Linked DNA regions of Muntiacus reevesi: region 2 is linked to region 1. Evidence: chromatin contacts called from public Hi-C data. All regions are on one chromosome and are shown on one strand. Each heading gives the region's core, a stretch centred on a gene start, on an enhancer-like site or on the middle of the called end of the contact. The rest is flanking DNA. Distances are from core to core; before and after follow the strand shown. Region 1 holds the start of ARRB2 (arrestin beta 2). Region 2 holds the start of CHRNE (cholinergic receptor nicotinic epsilon subunit).

Region 1 (4,086 bases), core at 441-2,940:
TGCACAGAAAAGTGGAGAAGAATGAAGTCAGCTCATTTGGGGAAGATGGGGGAATATGGGAAAACAGATGGAAGAAGAATACCTTAGCTTCTTAAGTCCAGAAATGTCCATCATTCATCATCCTCCCCCAGTCTGCTCAATTTGGCCTAGAAATGACTCTTCAGCCTGGTCCCCCTTCTCCCTTCCATTCTATTGTTCATCTTCTCTCCTTGATTAGTTTCAGTCTATGACAGTTGTGCCCCACTCCCTTCACCCTCCACACTGCCCGGAATTATCTTCCTAAAGGAGAAGTCTCATCATGCCACTCCACTCCTTGCCTTAAAGAGCAGATCCACTACTGGATCCACGTGTCTTCCTCCAGGGGAGGCTCCTGGTTCATTTCTTTAGCTGCTGAGCTGCTCCTGCTCAGTCATTACCGTCTCTTTTGTGACCTCATGGACTGTAGCCTGCCAGGCTCCTCTGTTTATGGGATTTTTCCAGGCAAGAATACTGGAGTGGGTTGTCATTTCCTACTCCAGGGGATCTTCCCGACCCAGGGATCGAACCCGCATCTCCTGCATTGGTAAGTGGATTCTTTGCCACTCCATCACCTGGGAAGCCTCATTCCTTTACCTGCTATACAAAATCATTCACACCCTGTTCCAGTCATCCTCTTCAGCCTTCTCTCTCCTGCCCTCTACCCCCACAAGCACCTCATAATAGGATGTGCCTTGCCTTTCTCTCTCTTTGGCATACCCTTTCCCAACTTCTGCCCACCCTTCAGAAAGATTATCCTCAAATGTCCCCTCCTCTGGACAGCCTGCACTGACTCCATCCCTCCCCCAGCCAAGCTCTGGGAGTCACTTTGTCTTCTGAGTCATACCTCTATTATAGCATTCCTGGAATCATAATACCTCTTCATATGTCTCCTCAACCATACGAGGAAGGCAGGGGCGATGTTAATTCATGTCTGTCTTCCCATTGCCTAGTATAGTGATTAGCACAAAACAGACATGGATAGATGGATGGATGCATGAATGGATGTTAACTTCGATGAATGGATGGAGAAGAGTAGTAAGAGAATTTAGGAGAAGTAACCCTGAGAAGATCAAAGAGAGACACCAGAGGGAGCTGACACACCACAATAAAGAAGTGGGCGGGAGGGCCAAAGAAGGCTACAAGCTCTGGGGTGAGCGGCGCGCGATAGGCGAGCGTCACGCAACTGGAACCGCTCACGCACCTGTGCATCCCCTTATCCTCCTTCCTAGACTGCGTTCGAGCTCACCCACCGCCCCCAGCATCCCCGCAGCCTCCAACGCCACTGAGAAAGCAAACAAAGGGGAGGGAACCCCTGCAGGGTGCTGGATGCAGGGAGCCAATCAGAATGCTTTAATCTCCTGGAAGGCGGGCGCCTTCTTTTGAGGGGGCCCAATCAGTTCCTAAGCGGGTGCGGAGGGGCGGAGAGATGGGCGGGAGGAGCAGTGTGTAGAGACCGCGCGCGCCGGGGAGGGATTCCTTGGCAGGGGTGGGGATGGAGGGCGGAGGGGGCCGGGCGGAGCCAATCACCGCGCGTGCCTGTGAGAAGAGGGCGGGCAGCGCCGTGGCGCGCGCGATCCGGGCTGACGCATCTGGCCCCGGTTCCCCAGGATCCAAGTTGGGAGGGGGGGAGAAGAGGCGGGGGTAGTGGAGAGAGCGCGGGGGCGCGCGTGCGCAGTGGCGCGGGGAGGAGCAGGGACCTGGCAGAGGGCTAGAAGGCTGTGAGCTCTCCGCGAACCGGGCGGGCGGCGGGCGCGCGCACGATGGGGGAGAAACCCGGGACCAGGTAAGAGAGGTGGGGCCATTCGGCGGGACGTGGGCGGCGGCACCGGGCGGGTGCCGGGACGGTACCCAGACAGGAACACCAGGGAGAGAATTCGGGGGCCGGACGCCTGGGTCCGTAGGGGACAGCCATCCGGGGCCGCACGCCTAGGTTCTCGAGGATAATGAGGGGAAGGCATGCCACAGCCCCTGCAGAAAGCGAGGGCTGAAGATCAAGAAACCTGCATCGGGGTTCTCGCAGAGATGTGGGGGGCCGGACGACTGGGTTCTCCGGTGCAGCCTGCGTTGCAGGGGCGGAGGAAGGAGCAGGTGGCCGGCCCGGAGGGGACGGGTGTGGGCAGGCTAGATGCCAGGGGCAGGATCCCCCCCCAAGACTCGTGCCCAGCCACTTGAAAGCCTCCTATCCAATACCCCACAGGCAGTCGGGCTGCCCCCACCGGTCCCAAGGGCCGGGTGGCTCTGCTTCCAAACTTCTCCTTTCCCCGGGGTTGCTAGGAGCAACAGCTTCATTTTGGGGGAGCAAAGAGTGCTTGGCGACCCTCCCCAATTCTGGGCCTTATCCCTATTCCCGGGGGTGAGGGGAGGCTGTATCTGCCCAGGGCACGCCATCCACTCCCCGGATGTTTTCTGTGCAATCGAGGCTCTTTCCTTCCACTGACACCCCGAGTTCTCTTTTTTGGTCTCTAGCAAAATCCACTTCCTGTTGTGACCCAACACCTCCGGGGGTGAATGCCTGAGTCTCTGGGGAGCAGGAACAAAAGAGGAAAAAGATTGGGGCTATTTGCTTCTCTCCAGAGAGGATCAGGAATGGGCCCCTGGTTCTGAGCTGTCACTTGTTCTGCAAAACATTTTACCAGCCCCACAGCTCCCCACCCATAGAGTAGGAAATCACAGGTTCCTGAGCACCCAGTCGACTGATACTGGAGAGGTGATCAGAGGGACGACTGGTGTCCTGGATTAGGGGTTAAACACAGCAAAAGGGGAAGTCGCTGACTTGAGGGAGGCCCCAGATTTCCGTTATGTGGTTCAGGGAGGGGGACGGATGGACCACACGGGGACTGCTGACTTGGCACAATTCCTCCCACCTCCATCAAATTCTGGGCCACAGGAAATGGAGAGAATAGCAGGAAGTGTGAAGGGGCATCTGCTTCTGCCGCCCCCCTCTCCCCCCACCTGCCGGGCACCTCTCAGGTCACCCGACACTCCGCCTTCTTGGCCAGCTTCAGTATACACATGCTTGCTCCTCCCTAGCCGGCAGGAGGCTGGCTGGGTTAGGATCCAAAGGGCAGGTGCCCTGCAACTGCTTCAGGGCAATTACTCCAGAACCACACTCCAGTTGTCCAACGGACTGTGGCTGTCCCAACCCTCTGCCAAGGACTCCTGATGGGAAGAAACACTGGGACAAAAAGGAAAACCAGAAGCAAGGGGGAGGGAGAGCTGAAGGCTGCCACAGCAGTCAGCCCCCAGGTGGGGACAAGAGATAGGGTGCTTATCCTAGTTCCCACCACACCAGTGTCTGCCCTCCTTTACTGGATGGGGGCACCTGGGGGCCTCTGTACCCTATGCCTTATGGTCTCTGGATAACTTGGCATTCTGGGAAGAAGGGGCATGTGACGTTGTTACAGTGGATGGGCCAGGTGGCAGGATTTCAGTTTCTACTACCTGGGGACCCTTCCCGGGTATCACTGCTGAGGCAGAGTGGATTGGTAGGAGTGAGGTGGGGCAGGAGAGAACAGGCCCACAAGTGTCCAGGGCACAGGGGTTGCCAGACATCTCCCTATCCTCCCAGCAGTGGGTGGAGTCCAGGCTTAGACCATTTCAGCAACCAGAAAGCAAACTGTCCTTCACTCCAACAAACATAATGCCAAGAACAGAGGCAGGATAGTACAATCATTTAGTGATGAAGAGCCAGAGTACCTCTGTCTGTACCCGAATTCCACCATTTACACTCTCCGTGACCTCAGGCAAAATACTTGACCTCTCCTGGGCTTCAGTTTCCTCACCTGTAAAATAGGAATATTAGGACCTCCATTACTGGATTGCTAAGAGTATTAAATGAAATTAACACACCTGAAACACTTGCAACACTATAGGGCATGAACCATTCACCCAATAAATGTTAGGCAGTATCATGGTGTCTGGCTTATGGCTGGGGACATCTAAATCAATAAGGCCTCTGTTGCCCACAGTCTAGTGAAATAGATGATACACAGCTAACTGCACGTTATCACACTACATGTGTGCTAAGTCACTCAGTCGTGTCCAGTTCTTTGTGACCCCACGGACTGC
Region 2 (3,776 bases), core at 1,047-3,546, 160 kb after region 1:
AGGAGAGAATGAAAGCTATCTGGGCGAGGGCAGGTGGGGCAGGTGGGCTGGTAATTGAGTCAGAAAAGGGCGTTCCCAGGGAGCTTACGGAACCACCACAAGGGAGGAAGGAGTACGAGGCCGACAATCAAGAATGATTTCAGGGAAGGCTCAAGTTAAAGCAGGGCTGTCAAAGTCAGTCCCAGCATCGAGGGCCCAGGGCAACCCCACTGTGCAAGTTCCCTCTCGGGACCCGTCTAGAAGCGGGTTTTTCGGAGCAGTAGGGGGACCTAACCAGTATAGGCCTCAGTGTCGATATCGATCTTGCTGATGGTCTCGCCCTCGTCGTCCACCGCAAAGACAAACTCCACTTCTTCGGCATTGTACGTCTGGGAGCTGCGGAGCCAGGATCCGGGCCCCGACCCAGAGGTTGGGACCCGGGCCTGAGGCCCCGCCCTGGAAGCTGGGTTCTGGCAGGGGAATTACGCTCCACCTGATTACCCAGGCCCCGCCTCCAAGCCTGGGTTTCCACCCCTACTTCTCACCCACTAGAGCGCGCTATCTCCTTCGAATGCCTAGCCCCACCTCCAGCACAAAGCCCCGCCCCGGATTAGAAGTCTCCCCGCCCCCGCACACCTGGCCCCACCCCTTAATCCCTCAATTGCCCGGGCCTTCGAACAAGTCTTCCCACCGGAAAACAAGCGAGCAGTTCTGCCAGTCGAAAGGGAAGTAGGTGACCTCCACGGCGCAGGTGCTGCGGTAGATAGCCGGGGGCAACCAGCTCACGTAGCCGCCCTCGGAGACCAGCACATTGGCCTCGTAGGCCACCCCGAACTGGCCGTCGATACTGTGGGCTCCAGGAAACTGAGAGTTGGCCCAGATCTGCGGCTCCCTCGCCCCCCGAGCAACACCCCTGCCCCAACCAGGTCCAGCCTAACCCCCACCCCTCCTCAGACCTCGGCTTCGCTCCAGTCTGGCCCGGTCCTCACTTGTTTTCCAGCACAATCTCTGGCAACCATACGAGTTCCGAAGGGACCCGCAGGGTTTCTACGCCCCCAAAGTCGCCCTTGCTGTAGTTGAGTCGGTAATCTTGCCAGTCCTAGGGGCGGGGGAGGGGACGGAAGGACGTGTGCCCCGCTGCCTGTGAGGCGTTTGGGAGAAAAGGGTCCCCTAGACCAGATCTCTCACTGTTCCCCAGCCTCGACTCACGATTCCAATCCAGACGCTGGTGGTGAGGGTCTCCTCTTTCTCGTTCTGCGGGTGGGAGATGAAGATGATGGGGGAGAGCTTTAGGAGAGAGTTGAGCGCTTGGGGCCAGAAGTGGGATTTTAGGCTCCCAGATGGCGCTCGGGTGCAGGTGCCGGTATCTTACCAGGGAGATGAGGTTGGTCAGGGTGACTTTGAGGGAGATGGTGACAATGTCCTCGGGCTCCTGCACTGGCCGGCGTCCTGGGTCATAGTTGTCGAAGAGGTAGTGGTAAAGGCGCAGCTCCTCGTTCTTCCCCTGACCTCTGCCTGGGGATGGGGCCAAGCAGCAGGGTCAGGACATGGAGAGGCTGAGCAGCCGCTCTGCTCTGCCTCCGGGTCTACAGGTCTCCGCTTCTCTGATTGTCTCTGAGGCTGTGTATTTTCCCATGCCTGTCTCCTGAACCAGTGATATTGTGCCTGGGGACCAAATATGTCTGTCTACGTCTCAGTCGGTCTTTGTCCGGTCCCTTTATGTCCATGTCCTGTGTGTGTGTGTCCCACCTCTTCCCCCGACCCTGGCCCATACCAAGAAGCGGCAAGAGGAGCAGGGCGCAGAGCAGAGCCGCTGCCATTCCACTGTCTGGTCCCCCAGGTTATTCTGAGCTCTGGCAGGCTCGGACAGGGGCAGGCCAGGGTGTGTGAGTGAGGGGGAGGAGGGTGTTAGTTCCGGGCTCTGACTACCCCTGCTGCCGCCAGGGACATCTTGGCTGCTTCCAGAGGCAGCTGCCCCATCCTGAGTTCCCTGCCCCCACCCCATCCCAGCCTTCTCTGCCTGGGCTTCAGCCAGCTGTCCAGCCCCAGCCCCGATCCTCTCATGACTGGAGCAGGCCCGATGCTGGTGGGCAGGTCCTTTAAGAACACCTGGAACCACAAACCTGGCAGAGGGGGTGTGGAAGGTCCTGCTTTCAGCACTGCACTGGTGTCCTCTGAGTCAGCTGCCCTGCACAGGTGACATCCCTTGCCTGCTACACTCAGTACTACCCATAGCCCAACCAAGGTCACACAAATGCAGTTTCCGCCGTCAGAGTTTGGCAAAAGCAGAGTGTCCATAAAGATCCGGTAATGAGACAGGCAGCCACAGGGGATTAGCCTGCAATAACAAACTCTACATGGCAAAAGAGATGGTGCCACAGAACAGGGCCCACCTCCTCCCAGAGCCAGTCCCAGTGTCTGCCCACCTGCAGCTCTGTCTGGGTGGGCACCTGCAGAGATCCCTGTTTCTCATCTCTCTGTTGCCACCTTGTGGCCACATCTGAAAGTTACTGTCTGCCCCACCTCCTTCAAAACTCACCTTTCAGTCTTTCCTAAATCTCCTTGGACCACCCTAAGCAATCACTGGGGATGCTTGTTTCAAATGCAGTTTCCTAGGCTCCATCCCCAAAGAATCCCAGTTTAGTAAGATGACACAGAGGAGGGGCCAGGAATCTGCTTTAAGAAATTTCCCGTGTGTTTCCTTATGGGGTAAGAAGCACTCTTTACACTTACATGTTCTTCCTCACACCAGTCCACCAAAGCAGTTGCCATTGTCCTAAACGTATCAAGAGGACTCCAGGTCAGGTCCAAGGTCATGTTACTGAGTCCAAGCTCCTGCTGCTTGCCACATGACAGGCCAATAAATCGAGAGACAAGTTGTTGGGCAACTTTATTTGGAACGCCAACAGATGAAGACAGTGGACTAGTGTCTCTATGAACCATTTTCTCTGAATCAGAAGTCAGGTTTCTCTTCTATTTAAGTTGGGGAGAGGGCGGGTGGCCAAGTCCTGGTTCCAGCCAGACTCTATAGGGGATGTGTTAAATTTCCTTCCTGCAGCCACTTAGCTGTGGGCCTGGTCACGATGTTTCCAGTGAGCTAAACAAAGGTATTTTAGCTTAATGCTCATTACCTAACAGACAGAGTTCCCAGAGATGGGCCATTATGTATAATTTAAGCTTATAGGCAATGTTTCTTTAGTGATTAACATAATAGAACACAAAAGGTTCTTCCTTATTACAGTCCCCCACAGTCAGTGGGGGATAACGTGCAAGGCAAATTGCTCTGCCAGGGAGTGGCGTCTGACCCAAACTGGGTTCCCTGCTGAGTCTTAGCTGTTGATACCAGACCAGGTCCCTGTGCCCCAGAAACTAACAGAGGATTTTCTAATTGATCCCTATAAGGAAAAGGAGCCAGTCTGACCACTTTCTGAGCCCCAGAGTCAGGAATTAGAATTGGGGCCAAATAGGAGCAAGAGATGGCGGAAGGGGTGTATATAGTGGCATAACAGTGAAGCAGCTGGGACAGCCAGCTGGACCGAAGGTTGGAGCAACATTTCCTCACCCTGCCCTTGGGTTTTCTTCTTTTTTAAAAAATATTTATTTGGCTGCACCGAGTCTTAGTTGGGGCATTCAAACTCTTAGTTGCAGCATGTGGGATCTAGCATCCTGGCCAGGGATCGAGCGTGAGGCCCCTGCATTGGGAGCACCGAGTCTTAGCTACTGAACCACAGGGAAGTCCCACCCTTGGGTTTCTGACATGACTTAGTAACTTAACAACAACAACAACTGTCTGACAT

What was found. A called contact is a pair of places that touch in the nucleus more often than the background predicts.
Region 2: a Hi-C map of muscle shows a contact between it and region 1, with 6 times the contacts expected there. The contact joins the promoter of CHRNE here to the promoter of ARRB2 in region 1. A contact is called at or near these places in 2 of 3 Hi-C or Micro-C datasets (blood and muscle).

Annotation. Positions count from the first base shown.
Region 1 is chr18:35,301,001-35,305,086 of mMunRee1.1, forward strand. ARRB2 (arrestin beta 2) reads left to right here and starts at 1,691. Exons shown (of 15, transcript XM_065909749.1): 1 at 1,691-1,801. The coding sequence starts at 1,779. It overlaps PELP1 (proline, glutamate and leucine rich protein 1), which reads right to left. Exons shown (of 19, transcript XM_065909741.1): 3 at 3,715-3,800.
Region 2 is chr18:35,458,223-35,461,998 of mMunRee1.1, forward strand. It overlaps CHRNE (cholinergic receptor nicotinic epsilon subunit), which reads right to left and starts at 2,297. Exons shown (of 12, transcript XM_065909231.1): 1 at 2,103-2,297; 2 at 1,352-1,494; 3 at 1,189-1,233; 4 at 969-1,078; 5 at 671-826; 6 at 275-375. The coding sequence starts at 2,277.